2 separate regions of the Mus musculus genome follow, and region 2 is linked to region 1. A link is a contact called in public HiChIP or PLAC-seq data. All regions are on one chromosome and are shown on one strand. Each heading gives the region's core, a stretch centred on a gene start, on an enhancer-like site or on the middle of the called end of the contact. The rest is flanking DNA. Distances are from core to core; before and after follow the strand shown. Region 1 holds the start of Usp7 (ubiquitin specific peptidase 7). Region 2 holds the start of Tekt5 (tektin 5).

Region 1 (6,900 bases), core at 3,149-5,648:
CCTTTATACGTGAGCCATCTTGCTCTTGCTGGGACATTTTTACTCAGATTCTTTTTTTTTTCTTTAAGATTTATTTATTTATATGAGTATACTTAGCTGTCTTCAGACACACCAGATGACACACTGGATCCCATTACAGATGGTTGTGAACCATCATGTGGTTGCTGGGATTTGAACTCAGGACCTTTGGAAGAACAGTCAGAGCTCTTAACCCCTGAACCATCTCTCAAGCCCCGTCACTCAGATTCTTTTTTTTTTTAAGGTATGTTTTCTAATATTTATTTATTTATTTATTTATTTATTTATTATATGTAAGTACACTGTAGCTGTCTTCAGACACTCCAGAAGAGGGCATCAGATCTCATTACAGATGGTTGTGAGCCACCATGTGGTTGCTGGGATTTGAACTCAGGACCTTTGGAAGAGCAGTCGGTGCTCCTAACTGCTGAGCCATCTCACCAGCCCATCACTCAGATTCTTAATGAACTAATTGTTACTTCTAGCTAGATGCCAATTGGGTACCAAGGTAGGCTTTCTGTTTGTTTGTCTTTTCCTTTTTATTTGCATTTATTTTATTCTGGCTTTGGAACAGTCTGCTCCTTTTTAGCGAGGATCACATCAGCCTGGCAGCAGGGCTCATATATGGGCCAGCCAGGCCATGAGCTATATCAGCTCCATCCTTCACATGGATGTGCTCAATGACTAGAGAATCCGCACCCAAATGCCGCCACCTGCATTTTTAGGCATGGTCACCGAGCCTCAGCACAGCCCCACTGTGTGCCTGGGTGCTTCTGCCAACTCCTCCATTGTAGCACAGATCGGGTTTCCTTCCTCATGGCTTCTTTACACTGCTCAGATACTTGGTGGTATTTCAGATATGCAGTTCCCTTGATGGCTTGGGCAGTTTCCTGGGTGTTCTTGAAGTGAACTAAGGGATTTGACCCTCTGGATTTGCATAATCCTGTTGGGTTTTCTGGGTTAAGAAAATGGTCCTCCTGGGATGTTTATACGTGGAAGCTCAGTAGGCTTGTTGATGTATGTGCCATACAATTTGCCCATTTATGGTCCACAGTTGACCTGTAACCTCAGCGCAGGAGGAGCAGAAGGGGAGCCCCAGAGCAAGCTGGCTAGGCAGGCTTGCTCTCTAGAACAGCTCCACTGGTAAGCCACACCCACACTCATGTGGACATACATATAAACCCAGAGACACTACATACAAAAGAAAGAAAGCAGTGACTTCTAGAGACTAACAAGCCAAAGGGCTCTTAAAGTGTTAAATCATAGTCTTGGAGCAGTTAAAAAGCATGACTAGAATGTATAGTTAGGGCTTGGTGGTTCTGAGCAGTTGCTGCTCTTACAGAGGATATGAGTTCAGTCCCCAACTCCCTCATTGGCCAGCTCACATTGGCCTGTAACTCTAGCTGCACAGGTTCTGATGCCCTCTCCTGGCCTTCACGGGTGGGCATGTACATGCACACATGTACACATAATAAAATAGATATTTAAAGTATACAGTGAAGTCACTTCTGCTGTAGACTAGCCTATGACCCTGATCTTGTTTGAGAGTGTTTTCATTACACTCCAAGGCTATCCTCTGCTGTCTATTGTCTCTGTCTTTCCTTGAAAACTTTACAGAGAGACAGCATTCAATCCCCAAGCCCCAACATGCCAGTCTCTAGCTGCCAAGGTTCAATCTATTTTTCTCTTTTTCTTGAAATTGCTTTGCCTGCTAAGGACCTTGATGGAGGTGGAAGTATTTGTAGCCTTTGGGCTGTTTTCTTAAAGTATGATTCATCCCTTTTATAAGTAACACATAGTGGGATCTTACTCTTTGTTTGTTTTTTTTTCGAGACAGGGTTTCTCTGTGTAGCCCTGGCTGTCCTGGAACTCACTCTGTAGACCAGACCAGCAGACTCTGCCTGCTTCTGCCTCCTGAGTGCTGGGATTAAAGGCTTGCGCCACCACGCCTGGCGGGATCTTACTCTTTTTCACTGCTATGTAGTATTTCACTATGTGTATATTCAAGTTAAATAGCTCTAGTCAGAGACTCCTAAATCTAAAATGTTCTGAAATCTGAAACTTTTGAATACCAATATGATGCTGGAAATGGAACTTGATTGTGTGTGTGCTCATGAATTGGCACCCCACCATATGTGCGATGGCACGTGAGCATGAGTGGAAGTCAGAGGACTATTGAATCAGTTCTCTTCTACCATGTGGGGCTCAAGGATCTCACTGGTCAGGCGTGGTGGCAACAGCCTTTACCTGCTGAGCCTTTTGCTGGCCCCAAGTAGAGTGGAAAATTTTATACCTGACCTTGTACGGGGTTGCAGTCAAATACAAAATTCTGTATAAGATTATGTATAAGGTATCTCAGAAATATATGGATTTTACCTTGATTTGGGTTCTGTTATCAAAGATACCTCCTTTTATGTACAGTCAAAAATTCCCCAGACTGAGATGTGAAACACTTCTGGTTCCAGGCACATTAGATAAAAGATACAGAACCATCTCTCCTTTATCCACTTTGGGTTTTTTCCCCCTTTAAGTAAAAAAAAAAAAATTACATGTACATATATTTATTTGAGTGTGTGCGCTTTTGCAGCATGCACAGTGGAAACCAGAGGCCAACTTGCTGGAATTCAGGTCATAGGACTTGGTGACAGCACCTTTGCCCACTCTGCCATTTTGCTGGCCTCTGTTTAGGTTTTGAACTTCAGCAAGGGAAGTTGGGTTGACTGGTGTCCTAAGGCAAGATAGCAAATTGTTGCATTTTTTTTTTCCTGGACTAGCTGGTTATTTTCCTTGCAAGTCATGAAGTGCTAGAAAAGGCTCTTTTTTTATTATTACTAATTAATTTTTTGTGAAAGCAAGTTGTTCAATAGTATTTGCAGTACGACTATCCCAACCCCCTGCACCCAACTCTGGGTGACCTTGGGAAGGAGGAAGGGGCAGGTTTCTGGTGAATCAGGTGCCTTTGGGACCTGGTAGGAGGAAGTTCCTTGATGGGAAGCGTTCAGGCCAAGATGTTCTTGTTTTGTTGTTGATTTGTTTGAGTCCTGGTTGGCTTGGCCATGCCTCCAATTCGAAGAGATCCTACTGCCTCAGCCTCTGCCTCCGCCTCCCAAATTCTGGGATTAAAAAGGCATGTGCTACCCCCCCCCCCCCAAGTCAGTTGGCGCTTAGGCCTTAAATCAATCAGATTTTCCCTCTTCAAATTTCTTGTATTGAAAAGTTCGCTTTTAAAAAAATTTGACTCCTAAAACTTAGAAAGGTAGACGCAGGAGGATCAGGTGTCCATCAAGCACCATGAAAAGTTCCAGGCCAGCTTGGACTACCCGAGAGACTCTTTCCCAGTGGACGATCGTGGCCAACCTGATCTCCTAGAGAGGAAATAAATGAATGCTGGGATAGGTGAGAGCCGAAGGACTACACTTTGCCTTATTGGATCTAGGGTGCAAAAGAGTTAAGTTTCCCACGTATTTGCCCGGGTGAGAATCCCGGGGCCGGTTACGGGCCGTAAAACGGCGCCGCGCCTTGGGCTCCTTGTCCAGCCCAGTTCCCGCGAGCACCCCTACCCTCAGCCGGAGCCCCGCGGCCCTGGGCTGCGCTCCGCTGCCTCACAGAGGAGACCCCGGCGCCCCGCTCCAGCAGGGCTGGCGGGCGGGCGGCCGGCGCGCGGGGTGGGTGCTCCTCGGTGGCGGCGGGCGGGCCGCTCCCTGCTCCGCCTCCCGCTCCGCCTCCCGCTCCGCCCGCCGCCCGCCCTCGTCTCGTTCGCTCCGCTCTCGCCCCCCATGCGGATGTGACATTTCACGCCGCCGCCATTTTGAGAGCGAGCTGAGCCGAGCCGAGCCGCCGGGCGCCGCGTCCGCTGCCGGAGCCCCGACGACGACGCCGAGGAGGCGGAGGCCTCAGCGCCCCGAGCGCGGCCAGCCGGTCACCCGCCCGCGCAGCCTCAGCGGTCGCCGCCGCAGCCCACACCCGGGCCCGCAGGCTCGCCGCGGCCCGCCCGGCCTCCAGCCTTCCGCGCCCGGTCCGAGGCGGGGCTGACTACGCGGCCCCCGCCCGGCCGCCCTCCGCCCCCGGCCGGCCCGCGGCCCCGCAGCCCCGGCCCCGGCGGCGGGAGGCGGGCCCTGCGGCGGCGGCGGCGGCGGCGGCAGCGGCGGCCGCAGCGAGCGAGGAGGCCGCCCGGCTCGGCCCGCCGCCGCCCGCCCGCCTCGGCGCCGAGATTGGGCGAATCGCGAGCAAGTACGTGCGCGTCTCCCTGCCGCCGCCGCCGCCGCCGCCGCCCGCCGCGGGCCGCCCCGGGGCCGCCGCCGCCGACGACGCGCGGGTAGGAAGAGGAGGAGGCCGCCCCGCCGCCGCCGCCGCCGCCGCCTCTGCTAGCAGCCGCCCGCCCGCCGGGCCCGCAGCCCGGGCCTCCGGCCGCAGGCGAGGCCCAGGCCGCGGCCGACATGAACCACCAACAGCAGCAGCAGCAGCAGCAGAAAGCGGGCGAGCAGCAGCTGAGCGAGCCCGAGGACATGGAGATGGAAGGTGAGGCCCGCAGCGGGGCCGGCGCTTTCATTGTGGTCCGGGCGGCCGCGGGAGCCACGCGAGGGCCTCGCCATCTTTAACCAGGCCGGGCTGCCGCTCGGCCCCGCTCGGCCCGGCGCTTTTGCCGGGCCGGGGCTGCACAGTCATGCGGCCCGGCGGGGGGTGGCCCCGGACCCCCGAGTTCACGCATTGTGCAGCGCACGGGCTGCTGGGCACAAAGCGCCGGAGTCGTAAATTAGGATCGAGGTGTGTTGGCTCCGGGTACCCAGGTTGGGAGGCGGGCCCCGGGGACCGTCCTCTTTCCGGGGTGTGTGGCTCTGGCCAGGCTGGTTGGGCCTGCTCCCCGGCCCCTGAGCTCTTGGGGTGGGTATGGGAGCGGGTGCGCAGGTTCCCCTGCACCTGCTTCTGAACGCGCCCCCGGAGAGCCTCCCCCCAATAACTTCCGAGCGCTCTGCCGGGCGTCGCGCTTAATTGCGGAGACACCTGCAAGGCGCGCAGCTGCCCTCAGCCTTTGGACTTGCTGGGAAAGTACTCAGGTTCGCCTAGTTTATAAGTTACCTGGGCTTGTGGAGGAGTTTGGGTACCTGGCTGTAGGTGGTGCCGTCCACGTCCGGCTAAAAAGTGTGCTTGAAACTATGGAGTTCCGCCGCACATGGCTGGCCTACTGCAGAAGCAGATTAAGTTCTGGAGGTAACTATGTTTTCTACCGGAGCCGCAGGAATTTATCTTGGTACTGGATTTTATACTGTTTGTAGAGCTTCGCTATCAAGGTTTGCTGTGAAAGCGCAGTGGAGGGACTCTGGCTTCGGGATCTCATGCTGGGTTGGTCATTTTCTTTTCTTTTGACTTGGTACTTTAAGTGAAGGCAGTATGCGCGGTTACCTGCCCTAAAGGGGTCAGACAGGCAGGAATCCCAGTGAGGGGCAATGAATGGACCGTTCAGCAAGTGATAGTGGCTTTCATAAATGAATGAAGGTTCCTAGGAAGTTGGGGTAAAACTGTATTTGTTGTGTATGATGTAGCATGCTCTAGGCTAGGAATACTGACTCTTGACCCCCCCTGTGAATAACTTGATGGTGATCAGTGGGAATCAAACAATTGTCTGACCATGCAGCAGAGGGAAAAAGGCCCTAGGGGGCCGGGGGAAGGGGGAAGCTGAAGTTCATGCCAAGGACTAGGCTGTTTCTCTTGGCCTCAGCAAATCAGTAATTTCAGAGTGTCTGGCAAGTGCGATTAAACCAAATAGCTGATGGAACTCACCTTTGGGAGATTAGTGTACTCCTTTTATGCTATAATTTCATGCACGTCTAAAGTGGAGAGTTGCTCGGAACGTGAACATCCGTTTTCCTTTCAAGTCTTCCTCACTGCTCCTCTAGGGCTTTGTGAGAATAAGATTGGACAGCGCTGGGGGGGGGCATATTTCTGATACAGACTGTATCTGGAAAAATGTCTATGTCCAAAGTTTTGACGAGATTAGGGTGGTGGAAGATCTTCACAGGTTTTTTTACCCATGATATCCTGGGCTTCATGCTTGCTTCCCAGAGTTTTCTCGTGAAACTTTCATTTTCTATCAAAGTTAGTATTTGAGTTTTAGTGTTTAATGGGTGTTGTGGCTTTCAGTTTTCTATTCTTGCGCTAATTCTGTAGAAAATGCAGTCTTTCAGGGCTGTGGCCATGTGAGCTAGTATAGTGCTTTGGTGTGGGAGTGCACGTTAGACAGTCTTATTTTAGCTTTGCACTCCGCAAATAGGGTACTGTGCTGTTGTCAATTAGGATCAGGAAGGGTTGATAACTTCTTCCAAAGTCCAGAATAGCCGAATTTAGAGTTAACAACTTCGGTAGGTCTCACAAGCCGGGCTGCAAATGGGATCTAGACCGGAGCTAATGGCTAGCACCATTATTTACTTGGGTTTGGTAGAGCCAGCAGCTGGAGGGGGTCAGAGCTATGACCAGCTTGGGAAGGAAGGCTTTGTGAGGCGTATCCTGTCTGCCTTCCCTCTAGGGCAGGGTGGTTTCGATGGAGAGGGAAGCTGGGAGACTGGTTCTGTTGGTTGTAATTTCCCCTCCTATCGGTAGTCAGGGCTAGTATGCTAGTATGCGGTCCTGCCTCACTCTGTCAGAGTTACATTTGTTCTTGAGTGACCACACAGTGCTCATACATCCACTAGAGAATTGGTTATTTTAAGTTCTTAGGAGTGCTGAGGAAAATTAGGAAGGGAAAAATATGGGGAGAGAGAAAATGAGGGTCTGTTTACTGGTGGTGTAACCACAGCCTGCTGTCTGTAAGGCCGGGAAAGCAACTTGTCTTGCTTCTTGCTGGGAGGTAGAGGCAGAGTATATCTGACTGGGGGTGAATTTATTTGG
Region 2 (6,900 bases), core at 1,890-4,389, 1.7 Mb before region 1:
GAAAATCACCATTAAGCCTCAAACGTTGAATGTCCCTGAAAGCCTATGATGAAGGCTTGGTCCCAAGGGTGACACTGCTAAAGATGGTAGAGCCTAAGGAAAGGTATTTAGTGATGGGGGAGGGGCTGTAGTTGAAGAAGAAGGTTACAGCTCCTGCCTCCTCTTTCCTCTCTTTGATTCTCTGCTCATGGTATAGTACTATTCCTCTACCGCATTCTGGCCATGATGTGTGGCCTTCTCAGGGCACAGTTTGTCAGGAACCCAAAGCAGGGGCTACTTAATTACAGACTGTAAGTGACAGAATTATGAGCCAAAATGAACCTTTTGCTGATCCATTAACAGCCTCAGGTATTTTGGAAACGAACTGATACACCTGTGAACCAGAGCCACAGAAAGCCAGGTTTCTCTTTCCCATTCCCAGAGAGGGTAAGGACCGACACAGCAGTACTCTTCCCAGTCAGCACTGTGTTGTTGTTACTCTCAGTGATTAAGGGTGGAGGGAGTTTCTCAGTGCAACAAAATTGTCATAGAATAGGATGAAACACATCCCAGAGAGGTAAGGCTCTCATTCTAGATGTTTGATATTGTACACGGTGCTGGAGGTTTAATTATAAAGAAAAACAAGTGTGGTGTCAGCTTCCTGGAGCTCAAAGTCTTCCCTCTATATTTTAAAATTCAAGCACAATGAAGTATAATTTATGAACAATTTACTTAAAAATTTAAAATTACACACACATTGTGATTGTTTGTATATGCTTGGCCCAGGGAGTGGCACTATTAGAAGGTGTGGCCCTGTTGGAGTAGGTGTGTCACTGTGGGTGTGGGCTTTAAAGACCCTCATCCTAGCTGCCTAGAAGCGAGTACTCTGCTAGCAGCCTTCAGATGAAGATGGAGAACTCTCAGCTCTGCCTGAACCTTGCCTGCCTGGATGCTGCCATGTTTCCACCTTGATGATAATGGACTGAACCTCTGAACCTGTAAGAGAGCCCCAATTAAATGTTTTCCTTATAAGAGTTGTCTTGGTCATGGTGTCTGTTCACAGCAGTAAAACCCTAACTAAAGCATATATGCATATATATATATATAATTTGTGTGTGTGTGTGTGTGTGTGTTGTGTGTGTGTAGGGGGTGCATACATGTGCCACAAAACTTGTGCAGACATCAGAGAACAGCTGGCAGAAGTTATTTCCCTCTTTCTGTCACATGGGTCCTGGGAACTGAACTTGGGTCATCGAGTTTAGTGGCAAGTGTCTATCCATTGAGCCATCTCATTGGCCCTGATTCATTCAGTTTTACTAAAGTGTTCTATGGGGGTTGACAAATATGAATAGCTGGTCAATCTCCTCTACAATCAAAGATACAGAGTATCATAGTTTGGGTTTCCATTGCGGTGAAGAGACACCACGACCAAGGCAACTCCTGGGACAACATTTAATGGGGGCTGGCTTAGAGCTTCAGAGGTCCAGTTCATTGTCGTCATGGTAGGAAACATGTCAGTGTGCAGGCCGACCTCGTGCTGGAAAAGGAGAATCTTGATCTGAAGGCGACCAGGAGAGACTGTCTCCTCCTCACGGGGCAGAGCTTGATCTGAAGGCAACCAGGAGAGACTGTCTCCTTCTCTGGGCAGAGCTTGAGCACTAGGAGCCCTCAAAACCCACTCCCACACTGACACACTTCCTCCACCAAGGCCACACCTATCCTAACAAAGACACATCTGCTAATAGTGTCACTCCCTGTGGGCCACACCTGAGTCTCTGGGGACCAAGCCTACTCAAGCCAGCACACAGAGCACTTCAGTTACCCATTCCATTTCCAGCTTCTCCCCTCCTCCCATTTGTTGTTCCAGGAAGACTGATGAGGAGGCCAGTTTTGCATTCTCAAAACTGCAGGTTGTAAAACTTTCTTGTCTTTGTGGCCCCATTTTACCTGCCTAGAGTGTTGTGGTTCTCCATTGCAACCACTCCACATTTAGGCTTCGTGATCTAACTGCTCATGCTCGATCCAGTCCGACCACACTCTTCCTGCTGGCGTGAACACTACTGCTGAGCACAACTCTGTGCAATGTATGGGCCATTTTAAAATATTTGATGTTTTGACTCAGTCACATGTAGCCTATGATATCCCCAAACTCATGAGCCTTGGGATATAGTTGATAGAATGCTTGCCTAGCATTGCGGAAGCCCTGGGCTTCAAACTTCAGCACAAACAGTGCAGCCAGCGGCAGAGGCCTGTAATCTCATCATTTAGGAGAGTCGAGAAGGAGAATCAGAAGTTCAAGGCTCTTCTCAGCCACATATCAAGTCTGAGGTCAGCTTGGGTACCTGGAGCCGTGTCTCAAAGCAAAACAAAACAAAAACACAGATAGCTGAGGATGGTCTTCTAGTCCCCACCTTCCTGACTCCATCCTGACTCCTGCAGGCATGATCGAACCTTCTGGATATTATCTTGGGAATAAAGAAACAAAGACAGCTAATGTTGGCCCAGCTGATCCCACAGGGTGAGAGGTGTGGACCATATTAGATTTGCTTCGATACCCAGACTGATCAAGCTCTGGAAAGGCAGATTTTGTTGTTCCAGAATGACAGACATCTGCCGTTTCTTTCGACCCCAAACCAGTGGGATTGAAAAATTCCACTCAAAAAAAAAAAAAAAAAAAAGCCACTGGGAGTGGTGGTGCAAGCCTTCAATCCCAGTACTCAGAAGGTGGAGCCAGAGGATTTCTGAGAATTTGAGGCCAGCCTGATCTACAAAGCAAGCTCCATCCAGGACTATGCAGAGAAACCCTGTCTCCAAAAGAAGCCTTCTTTTCTTTTGATTTTGTGTATTTGTGTTTATCTGTGTGCATGGGCTCCTGTGGAGGAATTAGATCTCCTTGAGCCAGAATTACAGGCGGTTGTGATGTGGTTGCTAGGAACTTAGCTCCTTCGGTTGGGCACTATATGCTCCTAGCCACCAAAACCATCTCTTCAGGCCCTAAACACACTTCTCTTTGTTGACTGCATTTTATTTAGATCATAGGGGCTTCAACCACCTGGAGAACCAGGACCTGGCACAAAGACCCTAACCCATGCTTTATGACACCAGCACTAAGTCACAGAGGCCCCGCGGCTCCTAGCTCTTGGGATGCCCTGGCCCCTTGGGTAAAGTTTTCCCCGGTGGGGCTGATGGGGAAAGATGGAATTTCTTGGAACCACTCAGACAGCGAGTTTCTGTGGCCCCAAGAAAGGCTGTGGCTTGCAGGCGCTGCCCCCTGCTGGGCAGGAACCTGTGGTACAGGAGTGCTACCAACCCTTTCACCTGCCCGGATACCGCTACCTGAACGCGTGGAGACCCAGCGTCTTCCACAAGATCGCCACCTCCCAGACAATCCCCGAGGAATGCTCAGGCATCCGGCGGCCGCCCACCATCCTGCCCTCGCTCCGCTCCGCGCTCTTCTGTCGCTACACCCCAAGGGACTGGGACCGCTCCAATGATCTGCAGATCAGGAATGCAGAGGCCTCGCGGCTCTGGGCCAGCCGGCTGACAGGCGACTCGCTGCGGATCATGCAGGATAAGGACCAGCTGATACACCAGATGCAGGAGGGAACCTCCCGGAACTTGGGCCAGAGGCTATCCGACCTCGGTTTCTGGAAGTCCGAGTTGTGCTATGAGCTGGACAGGCTTCTGACGGAGAACAGCAGCATGGACACCCTCAAGAGGCGCTTGGAGTGCGCTGCTGAGGAGGTGAACTGTCCCTTGCAGGTGAGTGGGGGAAGGGAGACACCACTGCACCTGCTGTTACTGAGTCAAGGTGGCAGGCATCTTGCAGATGGGTTGAATTGCGTTGTCGTTCACGGTCAGATTTTTAAGGTGAAAAAGAGTGGAGAAATAGCTCAGGGCTAAGAGCAGTTGTTCTTGCAGAGGACCTGGGTTCGGGTTCCTAGCACCCACATGGCAGCAGCTGACACTAATTTCACTCTAATTTCACGGGTTCGGAAACAATCTTCTAGCCTCCTAGGGCACTGCATGCTTGTATATATATATATATATATATATATATATATATATATATATATATATATGCTTATATAGACATGGAAGCAAGCAAAATACTCATACACACATAACAAAAATAAATAAATTAAATAATAATTACAATCTCAGTCAACTCAGAATAGCCTCAATCAGATGCGAGTTTTCAGATTGGATCAATTTCCTCCTTAGGTGTGCTGGTCAGGGTTCTCTAAAACAAATACAGACCACAGGGGGATTTACTGGATTGGTCTACACAATTCATACTGAGTAGTGACACATGGCCGTCTGAAGGGGCTGAGAACCCTGTAGCTGCTCAGTGCAATTGTCTGGGTGCCTCAGCGTCCCAGTGTGGTGGTGGAGGCCCAGGGGGGCGGGTCCTAAAGAGTTGCAGGCCTTCAGTCCATGTTGGCAGGCTGATTTCTGAAGGGGAGGAGCAGCTGCAATAGGGTAGGTGGTCTCACTGGAAAGGAATGAAGGCAGGCAGGCAAAAGCTGCACTGGTTTTCTCAAAAACCCTTTTCATGTGTAGCTGCTGCCCACTGTGGGTGTGGGGGAAGGTTCCCCTTCTTAGGGAGTTTTCCCATACACCTTCCCAGAGCCTCTCAGTTGACCTCAGAGCCAATCAAGTTGACAGCTAATAACAGTCATCACATAAGGGTTCCATCAAGATACTGTGTACCTGCTTATGCAAGTGTGTACACACATGCTGTGGTCATTAGGACATTGGAGATAACATCTTCTAACAGATACCACAATTGACTTTGTGGGTCTATTTGTGTACAACACATGGAGACGAGAGGTGGACTTCATGTGTCTTCTTCAATTACTCTCCAGCTTATTCTCTGAGGCAGAGTCTCTCACTAAACTAGTAGCTCACTTACTGTCCTCTGGGTATCCTTATCTTTGTCTTCCCAGAACTGAGATTATAGTATGTGCTTCTGGGCCTGGCTGATTGGAACTCAGCTCCTCTGGCTTGCATAGCAACCTCGTGACTACGCTGTCTCCCCAGTCTCTATGGTTGAGTCTTCTATGTACACTGGGATTAGGCTCCACTGGGACAAAGAACCTGTCTTCTAACTGACATGTTCAAGAGTGGTCCCTGCCTGCTGTTTGCCCTGATGTCTGTTTGCATCCTTATTGACCTATGTACTGATTGCTGTCTAGCCAATGCTTTTGGACACACACCCAGTCTAAAGTGGAGTGTGGTACCCAGCACTCAAATATGTATGTGCACTTGCACATACACATTGTGGTGGTTTGAATGTGCTTGGCCCAGGGAGTGGCACTATTAGGAGGTGTGGCCTTGTTGGAGAAAGCGTGTCACTGTGGAGGTGGGCTTTGAGACGCTCCTCCTAGCTACCTGGAAGACAGTCTGCTCCTGGCTTTTTTTTTTTTTTTTTAATGAAGATGTAGAACTCTTAGTACCATGTCTGCCTGGATGCTGCCATACTGTTAATGGACTGACCTCTGAAACTGTAAGCCAGCCCCAATTAAATGTTTTCCTTTATAAAAGTAGCCGTAGTCATGTCTCTTCATAGCAATGGAAACTCTAAGACACACGCCTATGTAAGGTCCTTGGTTGTCTTAGTTAGTCAATGTTCTGTTGCTGTGGAGAGACATTGTGATGAAGGGACTCTTACTTGGGGCTTGCTTACAGTTAGAGTGTGAGTCCATGATCGTCATGGGGGAAGCAGACAGGTCTAGCACTGCAGCAGGAGCTTTTTACATCCGGATCTGCAGGCAGCAGAGAGGGAGTCAGCCGGTGTAGGTTTTTGAAACCTCAAAGCCCACCTCCACCCCGCAGTGACATACTTCCTCCAACACGGACACACTTCCTCACCCTAAACCGCCACAGCAGTCCTCTTGTACCTCCTCCTCCATGCCTCGTCCACCTCCGTCAGGCTCCCTTCTCTCCCTGATGGCCCTCCCCATTCGGCTTTGCTATCAAACATAGCATTACCCCCATCCCTAAGATTTCCTCTTGACCTCTCATGGCCCCCTTTTACATCTTAGCTCGTCTCAGCACATAGAAATACAGATCACACACACGCACGCATGCACACATGCACGCATGCATGCGCGCACACACACAGCTGCAGATCTACCATAGAACAGAGAACATCTGTTTGTCTCTGAGTCTCACTTATCTCACTTAGCATGATCTCCAGTTCCATTTACCTTCCTACAAGTGTCAGAATTGCGCTTTTCTTTAGGCTGAATAAATCCCACCATGGGATATTCCACATTTTCTTTATCTAGATTGGTTCCATTTCTTAGCTGCTGTGAATAGTACAGCTATAAACACAGAGCTGCAGGTATTTCTATGGAATGATAACTTAGTTCTTCAAGTACATACTAAGTGTGATAGCGGGCCACATGTTAGGTCCATGTTCAGGTTTTATTTTTTTGGTGTGTGTGTGTGTGTGTGTGTGTGTGTGTGCATGTAAGTGCATATGTGTGTGTATGCACACGCATGCATGTATATATGTGTATGTGTGTGTATATATGTGCATGCATGCATGTGTATATATGTGCGTGTATATACATGTGCACATGTGTGCATGTGTGCGTGTGTACCTCCATCCAGCTTTCCTTAGTAGCTACAGGAATCAGTGGACACTTTTGAATAAGTAAACACCCATCTTCATGTGGACGTTCCCGACACTTCCTTGGCCTCCCAGGTCCCTAGTTTTTCATGTTTAGATGTCTCTGGGTTGCCGGTAATTGTTGCTCAGGAGCTGTAGCTTAGCCACTTTTTCTGTCACGATGAGGATTCCAGAGACACATGCAGACCCATCTCCATGCCTGGGACCCTTCCCTCCCTCCCCACTTCCCTCTCCTCCCTTTCCCTCTCTGGCAGCCACAGCAGGTGGCTCTTGTCCTAATG

What was found. HiChIP or PLAC-seq counts read pairs in DNA pulled down with a chosen protein or histone mark.
Region 2: a contact with region 1 is called in an H3K4me3 HiChIP or PLAC-seq map of embryonic forebrain, with 8 times the contacts expected there. The contact joins the promoter of Tekt5 here to the promoter of Usp7 in region 1. A contact is called at or near these places in 2 of 39 promoter capture datasets (frontonasal cranial neural crest and pre-B cells) and 3 of 115 datasets of contacts at active chromatin or transcription factors (astrocytes, embryonic forebrain and large pre-B cells).

Annotation. Positions count from the first base shown.
Region 1 is chr16:8,735,840-8,742,739 of GRCm38.p6, reverse strand. It overlaps Usp7 (ubiquitin specific peptidase 7), which reads left to right and starts at 4,398. Exons shown (of 31, transcript NM_001003918.2): 1 at 4,398-4,536. The coding sequence starts at 4,455.
Region 2 is chr16:10,391,694-10,398,593 of GRCm38.p6, reverse strand. It overlaps Tekt5 (tektin 5), which reads left to right and starts at 3,139. Exons shown (of 7, transcript NM_001291001.2): 1 at 3,139-3,741. The coding sequence starts at 3,175.